2 separate regions of the Gossypium arboreum genome follow, and region 2 is linked to region 1. Evidence: chromatin contacts called from public Hi-C data. All regions are on one chromosome and are shown on one strand. The core of a region is the stretch at or near the end of the contact, and the rest is flanking DNA. Distances in the headings are between cores, read along the strand shown. Region 1 holds the start of LOC108453973 (heterogeneous nuclear ribonucleoprotein 1). Region 2 has its middle 9.3 kb from the start of LOC108457390.

Region 1 (6,335 bases), core at 2,860-5,359:
CCAAATAATAACTGTCGGTGGTTTCTATTTCAGGGTTTTTTATTTTAACTTCAAAAAGGTTTCAAAACTTTGAAACTACAAGACATAACATCACATTTTTAGGGTTAAGCTTTCTTTCTTCCTTTCTTTCCCTTTAACATATTCCCCCACTCCGCCAAATGGACCCTCGAGGCGGTGATGCCATCCCCGACGGCGAAACCAACGATTTTAGATCCTCCGACCATCCCGATGATGACAAGTCTCACCCTCACACCGGGGATGGAGCTAGTCCTGGGTATTTCTCTTTTCCTTTCTTTTCTTATTTGTTTCTTGAGAAACCGAAGGAAAGTCTTGAAATTTCTATTACCCATCACTTATTCACATGTAAGAACGTGGATTGACTGAAAACTAGATTGACCTTTTTTTATTTATTTTTATATATACGCATTCTTTAGATTTACTATGTTTCCTCAGACAATGATTGAAAAAAGTAAATCTAAAGCTTGAGCGTTTTCCTTTACCTTTTAGTTAATGACTTGAAAAAAAATATGTAAATTAAGTTGGATAGAAATACCCATTTCCTTTTTTCCCCCAATTTTTCGTGGAAAGTCTGGTTTTGTATTTTAAAATAATAACGATAATGGAATAAGAGGAATTAGGGTTTTAATTTTTTTTTTTGGTTTTAGACTTACTTTTTTGATAGGATTATTTTGATGTATTTAGGTATTTGTTTCTTTGAAAGGTCGGTTTTAGTATGAATACTTTGGAAGTGATTTATGATTTATATTCAATATTTGGAAATTTGCAGCAAAATTTTTGTAGGAGGTTTAGCGAGAGAGACAAGTTCTGGTTAGTTCTTTAGCTTGTTTGTTAGAGATTTTTTTCTCTTAATCTTGTTGAATATTATAGCACAAATTGCGCCGCTCGTCGTCCGTACCGATTCGGTTGTTTTATATATTTTATGCAGCACAATTTATTGAGCATTTCGGTAAATATGGTGAAATTACGGATTCTGTGATAATGAAGGACCGGAAAACGGGACAGCCTCGTGGGTTTGGGTTTGTGACTTATGCAGAGCCTTCTGTAGTTGATAAAGTCATCGAGGAGACTCATATTATTAATGGGAAACAAGTAAGAATTAGCTTTAGTCGCAATGTTAATTTGATTGTTATGTTTCCTTATTGTAGTCTGGTGGATGCAGCTTTGTTTTTGACTTGAGGTACTGTTCTTTGTCTCGATATTTTTGGCCTATTAGGTGGAGATTAAGAGAACAATACCAAAGGGTGCTGCTGGAAGTAAGGATTTCAAGACTAGGAAGATTTTTGTAGGTGGAATTCCTTCAACCGTATCCGAAGGTGATACCATTCTTTTTCTGCCTTTAATGTGTATGACATTGAAGCTCGAGGCCGTCTAACCGATGTGGTCTTGATTCATCTTTGATTTTTGTTGCAAGTGTTAATCTATTTGGTGCAAATTGGCAGATGAGTTCAAGGACTTCTTTACACAATATGGAGTAGTCCGAGAACACCAAATCATGCGGGATCATGCTACCAATCGTTCTCGTGGTTTTGGGTTCATCACTTTTGAAACTGAGCAAGCAGTTGATGATCTTTTGGAGAAGGGAAACAAGATTGAGTTTGCCGGTGCACAGGTATATGCATTGCCGATTAAATTGATTAGATTTATGTATATTTTCTTCTTACAATTATTGACCATCAATCAAATAAGTCTCTACTTGTTGATAATTATTAACATGCAAAGTCCTTGTCATGAAGGTGTTTTTTGTGAAATATTGATCAAACCGTTTTTTGTGGGCTATTGCTTTTTTTTCCCCTCTGTGCTGTTGCCAAGTGATAGCATTTCCTTGTGCTTGTACCGTTTTGCTTTGATGTCTAGTTTTAGACCCTAAAGAAATGCTTCTTAAGATTCTATTATATTAGCAATAATTCTTTTTATATTTGCAGTTTTAAGAGTAAACCCTAAAATGAGTGTCATGATGTATCCCTTTACTTGTAGGTGGAGATAAAAAGGGCAGAGCCGAAGAAACCAAATCCTCCCCCACCTCCATCCAAACGATATAATGATTCTAGGACTGCATATGGTGGCGGATTTGGAGATGGTTATGGTAGATATGGAGGTGGTGGATTTGGTGGTGGTTATAATAGATCAAGTGGTGCTTATGGGGGTCGAGCTGGTGGTTATGGGGCATATGGGGGTGGTGAGTTTGGCAGTTATGGAGGTTATGGTGGTGGTGGCAGTGGTGGTATAGGGCCATACAGAGGAGAGCCGTCTCTTGGATACTCGGGTCGCTATGGAGGAAATTTCAACAGAGGGTATGACATGGGAAGTGGCTACGGAGGCCCAGGTGAGTTTTATGGGGGATACGGTGCTGGAGCTGCTGGTGGTGGATATGGTAGTAGCTACGATGCAGGCCTTGGTGGCGGCTACGGTGGTGGTGCTGCAGGAGGGAGTTCTTTCTATGGAAGTCGAGGGGGGTATAGTGGTGCGGGAAGTGGTCGATACCATCCCTATGGAAGATAGGCAAACTGGGAAGATCTCTGTTGAGAGGTTACAAAATGTTGTCTCAATTTGTACTATTGTAGCTCTTTTCTTATGTTCATTATTCCTTAGTTTAGTTTCTCTGTTGTTTATTTTTGGGAGTCTTTTTCAGAATTTGAGGTTTCAACTTTCTAAGGATTTGAGTATCCATTTTACTCTTTTAAAATTTAGTTTAATATAAGCTAAACTGTGAGAGCTAAGTGGTCTGATTTTGTATTTCTCTTTTAGTTGATATTAAAATGCAAACTTCCCTAGCTGTGAGATCGATTCTTGAATGAATACAGCAGCCAAAACAGCAAACATTTTTTTATATATATATGTCAGCTCTTATTTCCCTTTTGCTTTACCAAGCTTCTATTTCTCTTTCTTTACCCTTTTTGGGAAAAAATTAGCATGACTTTTTTTTTAAATAAAAAATATTTTTATAAGATATTATTATTTTTACAATTGAACTAATTATTTTTAAAGTAAATATCCGATCAACATTGCCATAAAAACATAACTATGTGATATATTATATTAAACAAATATAAAATGTAAGTCAATATGAATATGAATATAGACAAGCTTTCTTTTTTACCACCACATAATTTTCCAAAATATCTCATGAGTTCTCTGCTAAACACCATAACTTTAGCATTGCCCTTAAATATCTTATTTTGGGAGAAATCCCTTCCTCATCATGTGTTTTTGGTTAATATTTTTGTGCTTCAACTTAGCAGTGGTTCTCAGTCATGGCCTTATTATTATTATTATTTGTTTATATTCATATCTAAACTTGGTAATTATTTTTGAATTTGTCTATGATTTTTTAATTTTAAGGAGAACGAAATTTTTGATAACAAGCATGGGTTCAATCGCTACATAGAGAGCTTACAAATGTAATGAATATACTTCCTCATTGAGTGAGGCATTCCATACTGAAAGTTACTTTCTTTGATGCCAGGTTCAAGACTTCTACATACCGGATACACTGGTCGAGGGTTTTGTCACACGATTCTGATTCTTGTGAGAGTTGCGTGGCGGGAGTACACTTGACGGAGATAGACACAGCGGTAGAGAGAGAAAGGCAGCCCTCGTTATAGCTATATAACGTTGGGGGAGGGTTGTTATATTCAATCCGGTGGATATCTAAACTTGGTAATTATTTTTACATTAAAGTCTAAATTAAGCGATTATTTTAAATTGGGGTCTGGAATTTTTTTTGGTTCAACATTTTTCAAAGAAATTTCATGGACTAACTCAAACAAAAAGTGTTTATCCCAATGTGAGAACAATTATCATATTTAAATATTTAATGTTTTAGTCTGTATTTTGTAAGAAAAAAAAGTAATTTGATTATTTTTAAAGGTTAATTGTCAAATTTAACTTTTTAAAAATTAAGGATTAAATTAATAGAATATATAAATGTTAAATGTTAAATAATCATTGTGCCATTTCTAAATACAAAGCATAATAAAGCTATCAACTTGTGCATATTGCTACTCTTCTGTCCAATAGCAGTTTGTGAAACTTGGATACGATTATAACACCATATCACGGCTGCGGAATTTGTGTTCTGTTTCCATCCATGATTGTTTGCTTCTCTTATTGGAATCTGTGGTCCGAGGAATGTGTTACCATCAAAAGCCCAACCTTTATGGTCTCTGCTCTAATTCATCCACATTTATAGTTAAATCTAATTTAAGTTAGTTTAAATATTTACTTTTATTTTTATAATTTTTAGTTAAATCAAATTTAAGTTAGTTTAAATATTTAATTTAATTTATATAATTTATAGTTAAATCAATTTAAATTAGTTTAAACATTTAATTTAATTTTTATAATTTGTATAAAAATGATTATGTTTTTATTATTTTTAAAATTATTTTAAACAACCATTAATCATCAAACCAATTCTTATAATATCATTCATATTAAGACTATGAACCTAGAGGTAAGAGAATGGTTATTCTATCACCAAGATACATCTTCAACTTATACCTTGAAAAGTTTTTTTCCTTTTATTTAAAGGGCAAAAAAAAAAAGGAGTTGTCGAGAACTCAAAACCTAGTATTAACAAGAATTTAAACAACACAAGTCATAGGACTAGATTTTGAAAACTGGGTTGAATAGTCTTGGTGCTTTTTATTTGTAACGCGTTGATAGGTTTTAGGTCAATTTCTGCTATTAATGTTTGTATTATGAGTAAATTGTGTATTTAGTCTTTAAATTCTAATTTGATTATTTTTAGTCATTGTAATTTTGAATTTGAAATTTTAATCTTGATATAAATGATAATTGTTAAATCCATTAAGTTAAATTATGTTATTTTCAAAATTTTACGCAACAAGTATATTATCACATGTGTAATTAAGTTTAACTATAATTGACCTCTCTAAACTCTTCCTATATAAATAGAGTCTTGGATCATTATTTTTCACATACTTAAATTCAAAAGAAAACTGTAGAGAGAAAATTCTCTAAAGAAATTATTTTAGAAAATTTTTAGAGATATTTTTCTTATTTACAACTTGGCCTAAAAGTTTAGATAAATTGTAAAATTATCTCACTGGTAATTTTTATGAATCTCTTTTTTTTTTTTTGAAACAAGCCCACACTCGGCAAACTTGAGTTTGTAGATATTGAAGGAGACTACTAGTTAAAGCGCTTATCCTAGACGAATCGAAAATGTATAATTTTAATTAAGTGTTTATTACTTTAGATATCACAACCAAGTTCTAGTTTTAAAAAAAAAAAACTAAAACTCTGATTTTTCTCAAATCTATTTTTCATTGTGTTTTCCAAACCCGATTTTCCATCAAGCTCTACTTGCATCATCTATTTACAAGGAGAAATAGGAAAATTCTAACTGAATTAGTAAAACACAAATAATATTTATTTAATAGAAAACAATATTCTACTCTAAGTAGAATGGGGTGGGTAACACACCCTAGTAAATAATACTAGAGATTAGGGGTGAGTAAAATCCGATTCGATTTGAAAAACTCGATAAAAAATTCAAATTTTTGAATTAAATAGTTCCAGTTATTTGAGTTAATCAAGTTTTCGGATCAACTCGAATAAAAAATTAAGTTTTTCAATTTAACTCGAATATGAATTACATAATTCGAGTTATCTGAAAATCTGAATAAGAAATGACAAAACTACGTCGTTTATCAACTCGAATAAAAAATTAAGTTTTTCGATTTAATTCGAATATGAATTATACAATTCGAGTTATCCAAAACTCCGAATAAGAAACTACAAAACTACGTCGTTTGGATAAATATTTACTTTTTTAAAAGTTAAAATTCAAAATAATTAAATTAAAAGGCAAAACTACGTCGTCTTGATAAATGTTTACCTAATAAGTTAAAAGGCAAAATCATTATATTGTTCATGTAGTTAAATAATCTTTTACTTCGTTTACTAGTTAAATAATCAGTCTATCTAAACATAATATTAAGTATAAACAATAGGATTCATTAACTCGACTCGATTTGACTCGAAATTTTTTGACTCGACTCGTTTCGATTCGAAAAAAATTCAAATTGAGTTCAGTTGCTAAAATAGGATTTGTTAACTCGACTAACTTAAAAATTTTTGACTCAATTCGAGTCGACTTGATCGAATACTCACCCCTACTAGAGATGCCACCCCTCTTTCTTATAATGAGGGGATTTGAGACTCTCTTATATTGGGTCCAATTATATTTGCTTCTAATCCAATATATGTTTTCTATTTCTCAAAATATTTTATAATTTAATCCAACCCAATACATGTTTTTATTTCTCAAAATAAATATGATTTATTTA
Region 2 (6,335 bases), core at 2,747-5,246, 43 kb after region 1:
TTTCGCTCCTCTATTGCCATCTCAGATCACAATTTACAAGCGTGGGATTCAAAACTAATCTTTTACTTTATGTTTTTATTTCCTTTCCTACTTCAATCGATTATATATTGATTCGTGAATCCCTTTCCCTATGGCTTTTTGCATTAATCCTTCATTTTTAAGCCTTTAGATGATAGGAGTTCTGAGAAATCACTCCTTTTTGACAGGGTGAGGTTTTGGGATCGTTTCGGTGGTGAAAATAACGAAAAAGAGGTTGACTCGAGGTGGTTTCGTGGCTTCTTCGATGACTACACAGGCGTTTGCCGAAACACACGCCCGTGTAGATTTGGGAAATTAGGGTTCCAGGCCAAATTGGGTGCCACACGGGTTTGGGGATTTTTTTCGAAAACCACATGGGCGTGTCGCATGGGTATATAGGCGTGTGGGTTCGGTAATTAGGGATTTTGAGTTTTGGGGTCACAAGGCCTGGCCACTCGGCCGTGTGACTGTTTTGGGGATTTTAGAGTTCTCACACGGGCGTGTGTTTCGGGACACACGGCTGTGTAGCTGATTTGGGGCCTAAGGATTCCATACGGGCATGTGTTATGGGATACACAATCGTGTCTGATTGCCATATGGGTATGTGACACCTTCATACGGCCGTGACTGTTCTGTTTCTAAAATTAGAGGATTTGGACAGTGAGTTACACGACCTACTCCCACGGCAGTGCCTCTGCACCACACGACCATGTGACGTAGGCACACGGCCGTGTGTTACTCCTTACAAGAGCATTTGGACCCCCACACGGCCTAGACTGCTCCACACGACCGGATCACATAGGCGTGTGGCCCTAACTCACCAAATACTACATTTACGTCAACTTGATCTGGAATGCAAATCGATTTGTCCCAACCTCTCGACTAAGATTACTTAGGGTGATTACGACTCTGTTCTGACCTCGATTAATGTACTTTTCATGATTGAAGTGTGACATGTTAGGTACTAAATCTGAGTGCACAAGTGTGCATGTTTCTGTAATTGATTGACTAGTTGCAAGCAATTGTTTTTGAATGTCTGTCTGAGATTGTGTTCTGAACTGGTGTATCGGCATTCATACATTTGCATAAATTCATCTGCATAAACCTTTTTTGGTGGAATGTTGAAGAGAAAGAATATTTACGATTTGGCAGTTTATCTGCATTCTGATAGCCCCTAATACCCAAAGGGTCGTGGGCGGTCCCAATACCCTGAGGGTTGTGGACAGTATTGATAACGGTATAGCGGTTTACCACCTTGCACTGTATTGCGTGTACGATAGCTACGCTACGTACCATTATTTGATCTGGCAGTTATACTACACGTCTATACTGCGATTCACCGCTTAGCACAGTACAGCTTATATGTTAGCATTGCTGCGTAACATATCTGATCTGACTATTATATTACATGTCTGTACCGCGGTCTTCCGCACGGTACCGTACAGCTTACTGATAGCCCTAATACCCAGAGGGTCGTGGGCGGTCCCAATACCTTGAGGGTCGACGACAATATTGATGATCATCATTGCTGGGCAACCCGGGATGACGTTTTGTGGTGTATAAGGTTGGATGGGCTTTTCGAGGTTCTGTTCGAAGTGCAGGGATAGGTGGGTCGATTAAATCCCCACAGGATGTGTAGGGTTGGACGGAAATGGTGTGTTGGTTGGATGGGTGGGTTATTTTATAACTCATTTGCATTCATATGCATCTGTGTGATTCTGTGACTGCAGTATCTGTTTGACTATTTGACTGAAATATTTGACTGTCTGATTGATTGAGAATTCTGATTGTATTATTTGACTGAAAGACACTCGTGTCTAAAGGAACCTTGTGTGATAGGTTAAGGCCCAACCGATTTTGATTCTAGAAAAGGGTTTAAGCCCTGTTTGTGACTATTGAGAATTACCGTTATTGGGTCTAATAGAGCCATATGACTGTAAAGTTACATATGGTCTGTTTTGTTATAGTCGCTCTGTAAGTGTGGTCCGCTGCTGAACTGTTTTCAGGTTTACTGTATCTGTTTCTGCTACGGTAGCTTGTTGGTTTAATCTCACACTAAACTCGTATAGCTTACCCCCTTCTTCTGTTTCCCCTTTTAGGTACACTTCAGAATTTTGGATGCTGGGCTCGGCATGTGGAGGACTCAGGCAGTATAAACCATTAGTTTGTGATTTCGAATTTTTATTTTGTTATTCATTTGAAATGTAAAGTTTTAATTCTGTGGTACTATTTTGGCTTTAAGACTTAATTGTTTATTATTCTGGTTTTAAATACTTGATATTAATGTTTTCAGAAATTGAATTAAGAGTGACTGGTTTTTGTAAGATTTTCTCACGATCACTTGGTGATCAATGTAGCATTCAATTCATCTACACTTCTAGGCGGGTTGGGAGTGTTACAATAAGAAACTTTTGAATTTTTAAATTTAGTAAAAATATATATATAATTTTTTAAAATTTTCATATACTTTTGATTTTTTATATTTTTCAATTTTTATATTTTATATAATGTTTTATATTTTATATTTTATATAATTGATATATTGTGAGAAATATTTAATTTTTAAATTTAAATATTTTTTGAGTTTTATATAAATTTTTTATTTCTATATAATTTTTTATTTTTTATATTTTATTTAATGTTAATCTTTATTCCATATAATTTATATATTATAAAAATTTTGAAATTTGAATTTAATTTTTTCAGATCTTCATGTAGATATATAATTTTGAATTTTTATATTTTATATAATGTTTTTATAATGTATATGTTATGAAAATACAAAAGTTTTATTTTTATTAATTTATATATATATATATATATATATTGTATATTTTCAGATATGATATATATATATATATATTAATGGATGTCACGTAATTGATTATCATATGTAAAGCAATACCATGGAATCGGTTGAGTTTTAGCTCGATTGACATGAATATTGATACCAATGTAAGAGAACGTAAATTTAAAAAAGAATTAGTTAAATATATATTAATACATAAGCTTTGATTCAAAAAGTCGATTCACTATTTAGAAGGATGATAAAATTGTTTTTATATTAATATTATAAATTAAATATTAAAAATCAAATTAAAATAATTTTATTGAAATTTGACCGACCTTTACATACCAAATCCAACACTCAAAAACCAACATGAAAAAAAGCAGTCAAAAACAAATCAAGATGAAAAGAATCATTACAATTATAACCATTCTTAATATGTTGCTACAAAACGTAACAACTTCCCCTTTTTTCCTTGAGACATAACTAACTATAATAATACCAACAATAATATTTTTCCTATAACAACAACAATAATAATAATAATAATAATAATAATAATAATATTATTATTATTATTATTATTTATTTTGAATTTAATTTAATAAATTTTACTATAAAATAAACATTACACTTAAAAAATATAAATTCAAACTTTGAAAACAATATTATTAAAAAGGACAATTATAAATCACGAACACGAACTGTAAAATAAAAATAGAAGATACTAAAAAACTTAGTGTACGAATGATAATTTATAGTTCTCTTAGAGATGGTAATAAGGTGAGATGAGTAATTTTTCCTACATCTATCCCAGTTCAATACTTTACTTAAATATATATATTTCAACTTATTTCATCACAAACTTTATTTATGTATCTTTTATGTCCATAAAGAACACTAATTTTTTAAATATTTGTAATTCTCTTAATAATATTATCTCTAAAATTCGAATATATATTCTCTCAATTAATAGTATAAATATTTTACTATTAAAATATATATATAAATTTTATTTCGTAGGGAAATAGCAATGATGGATGGAGGGAGAAAATGATTGCATACATTGCACACTGAAAATGATTGTTGCAACATGTTCTTGACTTCTTCTCCATTGGATGGCAACTTGGGTCCTACCCATTAGGACCCTTGTCTGCCTAACAGCCTAATAATTACACGTGTCATCATCTGGAATCGTGATTGAGACGGTTGGCATGATCTTCTAGGGACCGTCCAAATTTACATACATTCCTCGGTCACCGTCAGATCGTCATAAAATTCTGAAATGGGCCCCATTTCGAGATGTACCTTAAAAAGAAGAAAGATTTTGTCCCTAAAACCCCACCTTTCTTCTTTTCAATTAATTATTTTATTAATAATGCAAAAATATGGACACCTAATTAAGAAAATATTAAAGAACATAATTAATGAAGGAAAATAATATGCCCCTCCCAAAAGCATTGTGGGACCCTCCAGCGTGGCATAGTGGGCCCATGTGTCTTAAGGTCCTCTTGTCAAAAGAGATTAGGGTCAATCTTGAAAATACAAAATTACCCCCGGTGATTAATTACAACTTAATCAAAGAGAGGGTGCCCCTAAAATAATTTGGGTTGTTTTATTATGTCACCCACGGGTGCACGGGAATATAATGACAGCCGTCCATGTGCCAACATGTGAAGAAGCTTTCCTCGTTCCCCTCAAATTAAAAATTAATGAAAATTTCATGTGAGTACTATTAATATTTTACCTTCCAACATTTAAAATTGGAAAAGGTGAGTTATTTTTAGCATCTAATTCTTACACCACCAATCTACTTGTTTCCTACCATTAATGCATGATTCAATGCTGTTTAAAATATTATTCCCACACCAGATTGAGTATTAGAATCATTATTGTTGCTAATGCAATAAGATATAAATTTAAATGTGCTGTATTATTTTATTTAAAAGTTAGGGAATGATTATATGTAATTTTAGGTATTATATTGAAAAGAATAGAACTTATAATAAGATTAATATTAAAAAATATTATTCTCATTCGTAGATAAATTCTAAATTTTAAATTTTAAAAAATAATTATTTTTATTTTTGGAAATTATTATAATATTTTTTATTTTCATCTAAATAAACTCTTTTTAAATAAAATATTAATTTATGTTTTTTTTATGAAAATTATCATTTTATGTTACCGTATAAATTTGAAGCTAGGAATTAGTCAAATTTTACTATAAGTCTTTGTACGCTGCATAAGTTATTGATTCTATCTTGTACTTTTTTAAATTAATATTTAAAATATATAATAAAATATATATGTAATAAATATTTATTATTAGAAACCTATAATGAGATTATTCAAAAATATATATAAAAAATAATAAATATTTATAAATTGATATTCAAAATAAAATTACAATATACATGTAATAATTAAAACATAATTAATTAAAAAGTACTAATATAATTAATATATAAATTTTTTTTCAAAAGGTCTAATTCAATATCATCCTATTAACTCAAAATATTAACAATATTATGAATTATAAATTAGAATTAAAAAATGATTAATAATATACACATATAAGTAATAACATCTTCAATCATAATATGAACATATGCATTAATGTTTAATAGCAATTCATCAGTGATAATATTTTCCAATAAAGGCATACATTTTGTTTTAATTGTATAATTTTATTTAAATATGTGCATATAGTAAACAATAATTAATATACAATAAATTACAATTAATTAAATTATAGTATAATTTGTTTGACAAATAAAAGTAAAAAATGGGAATGAAAGCTTACAATTTTAATTATAAAGTCCTTTTTTGGATAGACGGTGGTTGGGGTGCGGTGGAATCTTTTACCTCACAATTATAGTAAATAGTTTCATCGTTATTACTATTTTTAACATTACCGAAAGTAAACGTATTATTCATCCAAACTAAGCCAAAATAATATATATATATATATATATATATAAAATGACAATTAATTATAATTTTGAGAAAAATAAATACATTTGTTTAAAATAAAAAGGAGCATTCTGACAATCCCTAGTTTTGAGTAATCACAACCCAATCAATACTTCCTTTTAGTATTATATCAAGATAAAAGAACTCTTAAAACATAAAAATAAAATATATATTAACCAAATTAAATTAATTGTCTAAAATTACATTAAATTAAAAGACCAAACTACCCTATTAATTTCAAAGACTCCCAAAAGGGCAAGAAATATATATATATATATATATATAGATTGTTAAAAACAAAAATAATTAATTAGACAAAATGAAATTTTAGACACTAAATAATAATTAAACCATTAATAATTAAAATGTAATGATAAATTTAAGATCATAAGGTAAAACTAATTAACTTTGTTTTTCAAAATGCTTAAATTGCATTTATTAAATCTTAATCTTAAATTGTCCCTGTTAATTTTTGTAATACCTATTTTAACCCTATTAACTCCTAATGGCTCATTTGGAATTGGTTATATATATATAGAGAGAGAGAGAGATA

Evidence for each region. Hi-C and Micro-C count contacts between places; a contact is called where the count stands out from the background.
Region 2: a contact with region 1 is called in a Hi-C map of leaf, with 1.7 times the contacts expected there. The contact joins two enhancer-like sites. A contact is called at or near these places in 3 of 5 Hi-C or Micro-C datasets (all in leaf).

What each region holds. Positions count from the first base shown.
Region 1 is chr9:11,164,357-11,170,691 of ASM2569848v2, forward strand. LOC108453973 (heterogeneous nuclear ribonucleoprotein 1) reads left to right here and starts at 19. Exons shown (of 5, transcript XM_017752245.2): 1 at 19-274; 2 at 947-1,110; 3 at 1,235-1,334; 4 at 1,461-1,630; 5 at 1,996-2,738. The coding sequence starts at 178. The coding sequence ends at 2,520. Within about 2 kb of position 4,110, at least 1 of the 2 cell types and tissues checked has an H3K27ac peak or open chromatin away from gene starts, as enhancers often do. A contact at or near this core is called in leaf, where this site is marked.
Region 2 is chr9:11,207,420-11,213,754 of ASM2569848v2, forward strand. No RefSeq gene overlaps it. Among protein-coding and RNA genes, the nearest start is that of LOC108457390, 9.3 kb to the right of the region's middle. Within about 2 kb of position 3,997, at least 1 of the 2 cell types and tissues checked has an H3K27ac peak or open chromatin away from gene starts, as enhancers often do. A contact at or near this core is called in leaf, where this site is marked.